2 separate regions of the Sus scrofa genome follow, and region 2 is linked to region 1. Evidence: chromatin contacts called from public Hi-C data. All regions are on one chromosome and are shown on one strand. The core of a region is the stretch at or near the end of the contact, and the rest is flanking DNA. Distances in the headings are between cores, read along the strand shown. Region 1 has its middle 560 kb from the start of BUD13. Region 2 overlaps LOC102159414 (a long non-coding RNA gene).

Evidence for each region. Hi-C and Micro-C count contacts between places; a contact is called where the count stands out from the background.
Region 2: a contact with region 1 is called in a Hi-C map of undifferentiated spermatogonia, with 1.6 times the contacts expected there. The contact joins two enhancer-like sites. A contact is called at or near these places in 4 of 47 Hi-C or Micro-C datasets (brain, epiblast stem cells, fetal heart ventricle and 1 more).

Annotation. Positions count from the first base shown.
Region 1 is chr9:43,597,499-43,603,346 of Sscrofa11.1, forward strand. No RefSeq gene overlaps it. Among named protein-coding and RNA genes, the nearest start is that of BUD13, 560 kb to the right of the region's middle. Within about 2 kb of position 3,118, at least 3 of the 83 cell types and tissues checked have an H3K27ac peak or open chromatin away from gene starts, as enhancers often do. A contact at or near this core is called in undifferentiated spermatogonia, where this site is marked.
Region 2 is chr9:43,689,503-43,695,350 of Sscrofa11.1, forward strand. All of the region lies in intron 4 of LOC102159414 (a long non-coding RNA gene), which reads right to left. Among named protein-coding and RNA genes, the nearest start is that of BUD13, 470 kb to the right of the region's middle. Within about 2 kb of position 3,354, at least 2 of the 83 cell types and tissues checked have an H3K27ac peak or open chromatin away from gene starts, as enhancers often do. A contact at or near this core is called in undifferentiated spermatogonia, where this site is marked.

The DNA.
Region 1 (5,848 bases), core at 1,868-4,367:
TGAAAGGAACCATGTGACATCTACTGCCCCGTGAGCTTTTCTTTTGAGCCCCCAGCACTCCTGATCCACTCAGACCACACGGTGAGTAAAGTGAGTTCTTCCAACTCCCAGCCTGGGTTCTCCCTTCCCCAGGAAGCTGAGAGGGGCGTGGAGGCGCTGAGGAGGGAAGTGGCCCTGGAGAGACCCGGGCTCAGCAGATGTGGGAGCCGCGTGTGGGGTCACCTGCAGGGGATGGAGAGGAGCCCCATCGGCTTGACCCAGGCCCCCAGATCACAGAATCACAGCATGGCCTAGGGGCCGCCTGAGAATAGCCAAGCTCTGCCCTCTCCACCCCCAAAAGGAAGACATGGGAGGCTGATAAAGACATAAGGGCTACTTCATCTGGAAAAGAAAATTCTGATCTTTGCATACTTTAAATACAGATTTGAAAGAAAACAGCATCGCTCTCACTTGGCATGTGTTAGGGATAATCCTATTATGAGGAGAAAGTGTGGGGAAAAAGTTTTCTCTGCGTCCCGTGACAGTGAGTTGGGAATGCAGGAGAATTTCATTCCCACTCGTCTCTCTTGTCTCTCTTCTCTGTCTTCTCCACTTCTCGGACCTCCCCACATACCCAACCCCCAAATCCTCTTCAAATGTGCTCCCACTTGCACTCTGGCTGGCTCTGTCCAGAGGTCACCAAGGAGACCTGACGTGGTCACCTGGATGCCATGGTTCCTCCCTGCCTGCTGACCAGAAGAGGAGGCAGCCAGAGTGGCAGCCGGGAAGCTGACACATGGAACCAGCAGCTGTGAGCAGAGCTGGTGACCTGGAGCCTGGGGTGCCTTGGGTATCCAGCCTCAGCAAAGGGAGCTGATGAGGGGGTTACACTCACTCCTGCCCCAGACAACTGGGCAGACTCTGCAAAGGAAGGGGAACTTTCTTTCTTTCTTTCTCGTCTTTTTAGTGCTGCACCTGCAGCATATGGAGGTTCCCAGGCTAGGGGTACAATCAAAGCTGTAGCCACTGGCCTACACCACAGCCACAGTAACAGGGGATCTGAGAAGAATCTGTGACCTACACCACAGCTCACAGGAACATCGGATCCTAACCCACTGAGCGAGGCCAGGGATCGAAGAACCAGCATCCTCATGGATGCTAGTCACGTTTGTTAACCATTGAGCCACAATGGGAACTCCTTTTTTTTTTTTTAAGGGGAACCTTCTTGAGGAGGAGCCATTAGTCTTTTCCGGAATGGATTTCAGAGTGGCAGCGTGAGCTGTGTGGAGTCTGAGTGTTACAGGTTGACTACATCCCTCCGAATCCATATATTGAAGTCCTGGCCCCCCTCCCCTCAGCAGTCAGAACATGTCCTTATTTGGCAGTAGAGTCTTTATAGAGGTGATCGAATTCAAGTCAGGTTATGAGAGTGGGCCCTAATCTAATATGCCTGGGGATAGACTCGTGTCCCCTCAAAATTCATATATCTGAGCTCCAACCTCCAGTGGGAGCGTATCTGGAGATCAGGCCTGTGAGGAGGTAACTCGGATGAAGTGAGCACATAAAGATGGGGCCCTGATCTGTGAGGGTCAGTGTCCTTATAAGACAAGGGGGAGACACCAGGGCTCTCCCCACCCCACCCCCCCAGCACGTGAGAAAGCAGCCAGGAGGCCATCTGCCACCCAGGAGGGCTCACAGCAGAAACCAAACCCAGCAGATCTAGGTCTTGGAAACATCCAGCCTCCCGAACTGTGAGAGAATAAATTTCTGCTGTTGGAATCATAGAGTCTGTGATATTTTGTTATGGCAGCCTGAGCTGACCTATACAACTAGTGTCCTTATAAAAAGGGAAATTTGGACATAGAGACACTCAGGGCGAAGAGGATATAAAGCACACAGGAGGATTTTCCACTGTGGCTCAGTGGGTTAAGAAGCCAACTAGTATCCGTCAGGATGCAGGTTCAATCCCTGGCCTCGCTCAGTGGGTTAAGGATCCAGCGTTGCCGTGGTGTCGGTTGCAGATGCGGCTCGGATCTGGCGTGGCTGTGGCTCTGGCGTAGGCCGGCTCCGATTCCATCCCTAGTCTGGGAACCTCCATATGCCGTGGGTGTGGCCCTAAAAAGCAAAAAAAAAGAGAGCGAGAGAGACAAGGAGGAGACGGCCATCTGCACGCCAAGCAGTGAGGAGAGGCCCGGAGCAGGTCTTCCCTCACAGCCCTCAGAGGAGCCAACGCCTGAGGCCCAGATTTCCAGCCTCCAGAACCACGGAACAGCGTGTTGCCCTTGTTTAAGCCACCCTGTCTGCGACACTTTGTCACCACAGCCCCAGCACTCTAACATACTGGGCTAGATAGGTGTCCCCAGACATGAGGATGGCAGGGCCAGGCTTGCCTGCCACGCAGCCCTCTGCTCCGAGCCTCCCCTCAACCTGGAGAAGGAACCACACGGGGCCCCAGGGGCTTCTTCCCTATTGACTGTGTTCTGGGCCCCGGAGCTCCAATCTCCCACTGTATTTAGGGAGTGGACGCCACACAAGACCCTATTTTGCTTTGCGAGAAGGAATCATCTTTTTCATCAGGCAACTAACACTTGGAGAGTGGAGACGGCGCAGGCGCGGTGCCAGGGAGAAGGCTGGTTGCCAGAGCCCAGTTCCCCGCGTTAATCCCATAGCTCATGGGTGAGGGCATCTCCGGCCCACCAAAGGGTAGGAGAAAGGCACTTATCAGCAGAAGCAGATGCCCTCCCGGAGGCCTGGCTGGTGCTCCTCTCTCGCTGGGGCTACGCTGGCCTGATGTTAAGCTGGATTAGGAGGAACCGGGAGGCCAAGGCAAGCAGAGGCGAAGGAAGGGGGTTGACTTCAGAGAGCAAAGGTGGTGGCCTGGCACCGACTCACCCGTTGTCTCCGGCCCTTTCCATCACCCACGCCCCCAGCACACGGGCGAGGAGTCCCCGCCACACAGTTGCAAAAAGAGATGAGAGACGGGGCTTGGAGAGAATCTGGTGGGCATCCAGAGAAGGCTGGCATGAGAACAAGGGACAGAGACAGAAGTGAATCACTCACGGGACTGCCTCCAATGGCTGCAGAGAGGCGGCAGAAGGCATGTCAGCCCAACTTTTCAGGCTTGTCCAGACTGCACCACCGGCCCCTTGGGGATTCGCCCATCGTTAGAAGTTGGCAACAATGCGGCAGTCTGTAGCCCCAGCCATCTGCCCCTGCCCAGGGGAGAAGCTCCTCCAGGCCGCCCTGAATGTGGTCAGTGGGAGAGCAGAAGACCAGAGCCTGTTCCCCTGGGTGGAGAGGAGAACGAAGGGCCACAGAGTGTATGGATTCCCGGATCACAGAAGGAAAGTCCTAAACCATCACGCTGATTTGGGCTCCTGGCAGACAAGCAAATCTGCTGATGAGAAGGTGTGAGGGCAGCTTGACAAACAAATTCGAACCCAAAGAGAATTGCCTTGAAAAAGGCACTTCCCATCAGAGGCCTCTTAAGACAGCTTTGAATTCTCAATGATAGATCAGTGGAGAGACCAGCATCTCAGCCAGCAGTGGCTCGTGTTTTCCCAAGTCAGGCATGTCAAGTTCAGTTCCTTAGCATGGTATTTCCAAGTCGCTGCAGACAGCAGATGATCTTGGGGCAGACGGAGCTGGTTTGGATCCGAGCTTCACCTCTTACTAGCTGGGTGGCATGGACTAGTTCCAGGAATCTCAGAACTTGCTTTCTGTATTTTTAAAAATGTATTTATTTATTTATTTATTGCTTTTTAGGGCCACACCCGTGGCATGTGGAAGTTCCCCGGCTAGGGGTCAAATTGGAGCCACAGTTCCCAGCCTATGCCACAGCCACAGCAATGCAAGATCCTAACCACATCTGTGACCTACACCACAGCTCACGGCAATGCTGGATCCTTAACCCACTGAGTGAGGCCAGGGATTGCACTCGTGTCCTCATGGATCCTAGGTGGGTTTGTTACAGCTGAGCCACAATGGCAACTCTGTTTTCTGTGTTTTTAAAATAAAGCTAAGAGCCTCCATCTCATGGGTTTGGTGAGTGGATTAAATGAGATGATATAAATAAAGAGTTGGGCACATAGTAAATGCTCAATAAATATTCTTTGTCCCCACCCCTCTTTTGTAGCTAATACATCATCAACCTCCTAGACAAGACTCACAGGGAAAGATTCCCAGGCTCTGTTTGAAAATCTCCAGTGATGGAGAACTCACCACCTAGATAAAGAGGGCCCTTCCACTGGGACAGCTCTCATGGTCCGAATGCTATTGTGCGTATTACAAGGTAAGTCAAAATCAGCTGCCTCATTTATCCTTATTTGGTCCCGTACCTCATCAGAAATGAGACATACAAAGGGAAGGAACGGAGTTCCTATCGTGGCTCAGTGGGTTAAGAACCCAACATGATGTCCATGAGGATACGGACTGGATCCTTGGCTTCACTCAGTGGGTGAAGGATCCAGTGTTGCAGTGAGCTGTGGTGTAGGTCACCGATGCAGCTTGGATCTGGCGTTGCTGTGGATGTGGTGTAGGCCAGCAGCTGCAGCTCCAATTCAACCCCAGCCTGGGAACTTCCATATGCCACAAATGCGGCCCAAAAGAGTAAAGGGGGGGGGGGAGTTCCTGTTGTGGCTCACTGGTCATGAGCCCGACTAGGGTCTATGAGGATTCAAGTTCAGTCTCTGGCCTCCCTCAGTGAGTTAACAATCCCGCACTGCCCTGAGCTGAGGTATAGGTCACAGACGAGGCTCAGATCTGGTGTTGCTGTAACTGTGGTGTAGGCTGGCAGCTGCAGCTCTGATTCCACCCCAGCCTAGAAACCTCCATATGCCACAGGTATGGCCCTAAAAAGACAAAGAAAAAAACTGTGAGGGGATGGACTTTGTTTTCCTTCTCCTACATAAATAGGTTCAGTTCTTATCTGCACGTTATCTGTTCCTCCATCACTGCAAACATTTACTCACTCACTCATTCACTTCACAAGTGACACCTTCAAACCGCGGCGACGGGACACAAAGAGTTTCGAATGCACTCTGTACCACCAGCGGCCCCTATCTCAGGGCAGCTCTGTAACCATTTTTTCCTCCATGGGGAGTACAAAAGAAAGGAAAAAAAAGAGCTGGCTTAGGGGACACCCCTGGATGGGAGGTCATGTCCTGGGGCCCTCTAGAGAATCCAAGGATGGTGGCAGAGGACACAAGGCGATTCTCATTCCTAGGTCCCAGTAGGACCTCAATCCCCAGACCGGAAACCACTCTTTACTCTGAGATGAGCCGGCTCAGTCTTATTTGCAAAGCTGTCCCCAAAGCCTCCACAGGAAGTATAATATCATCATAAAGAATCGTTATCTTCCCGTGTGACACTGCTCTCTCTTCAAAGAAATAGTCTGAGTTTTCAGTGAGCAAGCCTCCCCTGCCTCCCCCTCCCTTACCTGATACCATTCTGGCTCCGATAATTACATTAGGTATAGAAAGTGACTTTATGGAGCTAATAATTATACATGCTTACAAAACAGATGGGTCTGGGGATCTGGAGGGGGAGCGTTTATGGACTCGGAAATGAGACATTTTGTTGTAAGGAAATGGATAGTTATTTCCAGGTTTTATTGCCGTGTTTTGTAGGACTCTTCTTAAATCTTGTGGCTAATGCTTTGCCTGGGTTGCCTTGCGTGCATTTTCTAAGACTTAGCTCATTGGTCCCGGGTGTGCTGGGAAAATGACATTAACTACCTGGAGCAAAAAGGGAAGCTGGAAACAACAGGGGACAGGTCGAAGCCCCCGGGGCAGAGGACGCATACCAAACTGGTGGTAGGAATTGCTCAGGATACCTGAATCAGAAGGAACCTTGGGAATTCCCGCTGTGG
Region 2 (5,848 bases), core at 2,104-4,603, 92 kb after region 1:
GGATCTGGCATGGTCACTGCAGGGGCTCGGGTTGCTGCTATGGAGCACGTTTGTCCCCTGGCCTGGGAATTTCTGTATGCCATGGATGCAGCCAAAAAGAAAAAGAAAAAATTTCAAGATCCTATTCTAATTATCTTCATTTTATAAACGATGCAACTTAGAGAGATTAAGTAATTGTCTGAGGTCACACAGCCTGTTATCAGTGGGACCAGGACTGTCAGTTTTCACCCACCACACACACACACACACACACACACACACACACACTCACCCCACATTCACATACTCACACACACATTCACAAAAATGCACAGACATGCATTCACACACTCACACAGACATATGCTTGTGCGCACGCATGCACACACACACACACTCTCTCTCTCTCACCCCATATTCAGCCTGTAACCAGGCCCTGGGGTGGAGGCTGCAGGACCCACCTCTCCCAATCAGCCTCTTGGAATAGCACCTGGCCCCCCTCTCCCTTCCCTTGGACCAGCACAGCCCTAACTTTCTGGCACCTTCCCAATGTCAAAGATTCTTGTCAGACTACAAATCCCAATTTTTGCTCCAGAGAAAATGGCTCCATTCCATCTCATTCATTTCCTTCCTGCTTTCTACCCCCAATTTACGCACATCTCCTAAGGTCCCTGCCTCATCTCCAGCCAGAAGCCCCCTTCCCAAGGACTCCAGCTTCTCAGCATCATCCACGTCCTTGGCTCTTCTTATTCTGTGCCTTCGATTCCTCGGAACTGCTTGTCCTGAGCTTCCAGGCTCTGGGCTTCTCTTCTCGGGGTGCGGAATGTATCCAGCCTGCCTCTTTCATCCACAGCTTCCCATACATGGCCCCGTATCAGGCTCAGTGCATGGGCAGAGGGAGAGGGGCCTGGCCACTCACATGTGAGATCACAGCAGGACAGCAGACGAGACACCCGATGAGCTCCAGCAAGGGGCCTGTGATGCTGGCCGGTGCCGAGGAGAGGGTCTGGGGGTCAAGGACATTGCTCAGCCTGAAGAAGAGGAGGCTGGCCCCTGAGCAGAGGGGAGAGGGGCAGTGGAGTTCCCCAGGGAACAGAGGGAGGGACGTGTAGAGGGAAACAGCCCGAGGACTTGCTGATTCATTACAACCTGGAGGACCAGAAGAGGGAGCAGCAGAAGATGGTACCAAGCTGGGTGACGAGAGAGGTGTGGGGAACCTCACAGACCAAGAGCTGTGGGAAGGAAAGTCTGTGTGTGTGGTGTGTGTGTGTGGTGTATAATGTGTATGCGTGTGTGATGTGGATAATGTGTGTGTGGTGGAGCAGGAGAGGGTGGAGGATCTAGTTTCAAACACTGGTTTCGAAATAACAGAGGGATCTTCCAGTGGAAATGCCTGTTGGGTGATGAGAAAAACGAGATCTGAGCAGCAGGGAAGGCGTGTGTGTGTGTGTGTGTGTGTGTGTGTGTGTGTGTGTGTGTGTGTGTGTGTTGGGGGGGTTACATAATTACCAAGCTCTGAACTCTAAGCTATGAGAGGGGGGCCCCAGGTCTTAGCTCCCCCAGCCACACCTCCCCTGCCAGGGGCCTGAATCAGTGGCCTCAGCAGAAACTTGATGAATGAAGGCAGGTGACGGCCTCCTGACAGTGACCATGTAAAGATGACCTGCACCCCAATGGGGGCCAGGCTGTGGGGTGTCAGCAGGTGCTGGCACGGCAGGGAACAAAGGGAATAAGGCAGGCCAGGGAATGCCTGGTGACATTCTACGGAGTGCTGCCAGCAGGGCATCAGAGGACATGGGGCTGCAAAGAAAAAAGAGGGATGGGCAGGGGTGGGGCTTTTAGGTTTGTGGGGAGGGAGAGGAAGGTGGCTAATCAAACGTCAGCTAGAAGCAGTCAGAAAGGTTTCTACTCCGGTCACAAAGGTTAATGCTGGGCTCCGTGCAGGCAGGGGCCCTGGGCGTGAATCAAGTCCTTGCTGGAGGAAGCGGGGAGCCGGGAGTGGGGAGGGCCTCCCAGTTGCAGGGGACAGGGGCAGCGGCCCGGCAGTGACAGCACATGAGGTGGGTGCTTTGACTGAGGCGAGACAGGAACACGCTCTTTTGAAAGGGGAGACATAAGCACTTCGGGGGAGAGAGGGGGCTAAAGAGGCCAGCACCGGCCTTGGGATGGAGGGGGTCCAAGTGGTGCCTTGAGACTTAGGTCCGCAGGAGACAGAGCCTCCAGCCAGAATCGCTGCCTCCAGATTCCTAAGAGCTTCAGCTTCCTAAGAGCCTTAGGCACTGGGGAACCCAGGCAGGAGGAGCAAGGGTGTGGTCAACGTTCTAGCTGTCTCTCCCTGTTCAGTGGATGCTGTCAGTGTGCTGTCCCCCCTGTAGTGCGCGCGCACACACACACACAAACACACACACACACACACAAAGAGCCACACAGCAGAGCCACTTCTGCCATCAGCCAAGGTCACACAGTAGGTCACTGTCTGAGTTGGGGAAAAGCGCCCAGCATCCCCATGAGCAGATATCCCCAGAAGGACCGAGATGGAGGGACCCGCCCCCAGGGCCTTCATCCCCTCTCCTAAAGGCACCTTCCCTTCCCCGATCTTGCCCAAAATCAATCCCGACATCTCCTTAAATCGAAGTCAGCCACAATGAAAGGGTGGTGCAGAATTTTGTTTACCAATCCTGGCATCTAATTAAAATTAGCTGATGGTTCTTCTAGTTGGTTTTTTTGTCCTGACTATTTTTAAGCTGGAGCTGCTAGATCAGGGCCGCCACTAGTAAGCTGTCAAATCAAATTTTCAAAAGCAAATTGCTTTTATAATTAATTTAATTATTATTACGGCTCCCAGTTTTGTGTTGCCTTAATGAACACAATCAGGTTTCACCCTCTGCTTCTCCCCCCCACTCACTTAGCACCCCCTTGCCTCCCCAGACCCACCTCCCACCTCTCCAATCCAAGTTGGGCAAGTGGAAAGGAAAGAAGAGCAGACACGTGCCCGGTCCCCCTCCCCCACTCCCCAGCAGCTACCTCTCACTCACGCCCTCACCCTCAGAGTGAGTAATTAAAGTTCTGCTCCCTGTTATGGAATAAACGGTACATGTTTTAATTACCCCTGAGCTTACCCAGGCATCCTCACACCCCCGCCCAAGTCTGTGAATCCATGGGGGGGGAGGGGCAGTTAGGAGAGAGAGAGAGAGAGCTTCTGTGACAGTGACAGCGGTCTGTCACCCGGGGTCTGGAATTCACTGGGGAACTGTCAGTTACTAAGGAAACTAGGAGGGAGAGAAGAAGAGAGGCGTTTGGATCCAATTTTGGGTGACAAGTGTGAGGCATAATGATTTTGGCCCCCTCGGTGCATCCCAGTCTCAGTAGAGGAGTCCTGGGTGGGGAGGGGCGCAGGTCACCGGAGAAGCGTTACCTGGAGGCCACACCTGTCTCAGGAGCCGCGGGCAGGTCAGTGGCTGGAGACACAACGGGAGGCCCAGAGATGCGCCAGGACAGTGAACAGAAGCAGCGCGCGCATGCGCACATGTGCGCACCTGCCCACGTGCTCCCAGGAGCGCACAACTATTCACACCCGTTTGGGTGTGTCTGTGTATTTATCCTTTTCTGTCTTTGGGGCGTTTTCTCTTTCCCTCCTTTCATTTCCCCCCTTACTCAGTGTGCAGTTTAACGCATTTCCATCGTTTCCCCGTTTTAAGGGTGGGTGTGGTTATTCTGTTCTGTCCCCCTGCCCTTCTCTCTCTTCTGTTTTCTCTCTCTGTCTTTCTCCCTCCACTGCTTCCCCATTTTCCGCCTCTCCCTGCAGTCCCTGCACCCACCCCCCAATATCTCTTCTCTCTGTCATGGTCCAGCCTCCCAGCCCCTCCCCCCTGCCTGTTTTCCTCCCTCCCCCTGTTCTGGGGCCCTGGCTCAGACCTGTCCCTGTGAACTGTAATGGCGAGAGACCAAGGGACTCCTGAGCATCTGTGCCAGGCTGTGACTCCCCTCCCAAGCCCAGGGATTCCTCCTGCCCTGAGGATCCACGGCACCCACAGAGGAAGGGCCCAGGGGTGAGGATGGGGGTGTCAGATAAGCTCTTAAAATCTGATGCTGTTGGGATGCGGGAACAGAGGGTGTGCACCACATAAATCCCCACTGTTTCTGAAACAGAAGCAGAGCCCAGGAGAGAAAGGGAGGACTGGGGCGGGGTCCAGAAGCAGCCCAAGCAAGGGGGAAGCCCAGAAGGTGAAAGAGGCCCGGGGCTTATTTCTCGGCCTTGTGAATGGCAGGCAGGGAGCTGCATAGGATGAAGGTGTGAATCACCAGCTTAGTGGGGCTGGGGCCGTCGGTGACAGGTCATTCTGGACGCCACTCAGGAACCCCAGGAGGATGCCGGGCCCTGGGGAGAACCTGTCCTTCCCGAGACAAGGCGGTGTCTGGTGAGGCTGGGCCCTTCCACCTCGTCCCTGGGTGGGGACTCACTCCCTCTCCCCAGGAAGCCTAGGCTGGTACGTGGTGCCAGTACGTGAAGTGTGGTGGCCTGTATGTGGTGGCCTCTCTCCTACTGCAGAGCCATCCGCTCCTTTGCCCCTCACTCTCGTCTTCTCTTCTGGGTGCTCAACTGACCTGGGCTTGAATCCTTTCCTGTTCCCTCCACGGGAAGAGAGGGTCTGGGCTCCGTGTGACCTGGCCCTTAGCTCCCGGGGCCCCTCAGGGAGAGCCCTTGTGCCAGCGGCCACCCGGGCTGGTCAGAGGAGCGGGCAGAGGTGGAGATCACTCAGGCTGCACTGCCCAGAGCAGGACTAGTCTAGGTGGTAGGATGAGGAGTAACCTTTCTCTCCAGAACCCTGGCCTTGGGATGTCTCAAAAGAGATAAGGCCCATCTCTGTCTCCCCCGCCCACCCCTCCACGCAGCCACATACACCCATCCAAACGATAGCAACTCAGCCCTCCCTACTGTAGGGGGCGCTCTCTGGTCAGATGCCTGAGAGCAGCCTGCAGCCACTTCCAGGAAACAAGGTGCCCTTGGAGTCGGAATCTCAGCAGAGGTCCAATGCCAAGTTGAGGGGCCTCAGCCCGGCTTCTAAAGCCACCCACAGTGGTCTCAACAGTCCCCGGGTAGTGGGCTGACTTGGCCTCCTTTGACGCCCCTCGCCATCGCCAGGCAAATGCTCCAGCCAAGACATCTGTATAGAGCAAGCCTGCCACCTGGTGGTGAGGCCACCCAACTACAGGCAGGGCTCCGGAGGGGTTCAGTGGGCTTTGGGCCCCCAGGGTGTCCTACCTCCAGCCTCTTCCTCGAGGCAGCACTGCCATGTTGAGGCTGCATGGAGCTCTACAGAACCCTTCTAAAAGCACTCCTGGTTTCAGAAAAGTAGAAAGCAGGGGTGGGGTGGGGTTCAAGGGCTGAGGCAGGGTAGGGTTCAAGGGCCAGGCCTGAATGGAGGGACTAGTGGAAAAGACATTTCACATGTCCCTACCCTGGATGTCAGTGAGGAAGCAGCAGCATGGGGCAGTGACAAGCCCAAAGCCTAGCTTCCCCTGCTGGCTCCACCAGCCACCTCTCAGGCAGATGGCAGTCCTTTTTTTTTTTTTTTTTGCTCTATAGGGTCGTACCTGCGGCATATGTAAGTTCCCAGGTTAGGGGCCTGCACCACAGCCACAGCAACGCCAGATCCGAGCCACGTTGACACCACAGCTCACGTCAACGACAGATCCTTGACCCACTGAGCAAGGCCAGGGATCAAACTTGCACACTCATGGACACTAGTCAGGTTCATGTCCACTGCTCCACAATGGGAACTCCAGGCCCTGCTCTTGAAGAGCTCATGAGCTAGAAGCAAGTCAGACCTGGAGCCAGGAGCTGACAAGTGTGTTGGAAATCCACTGC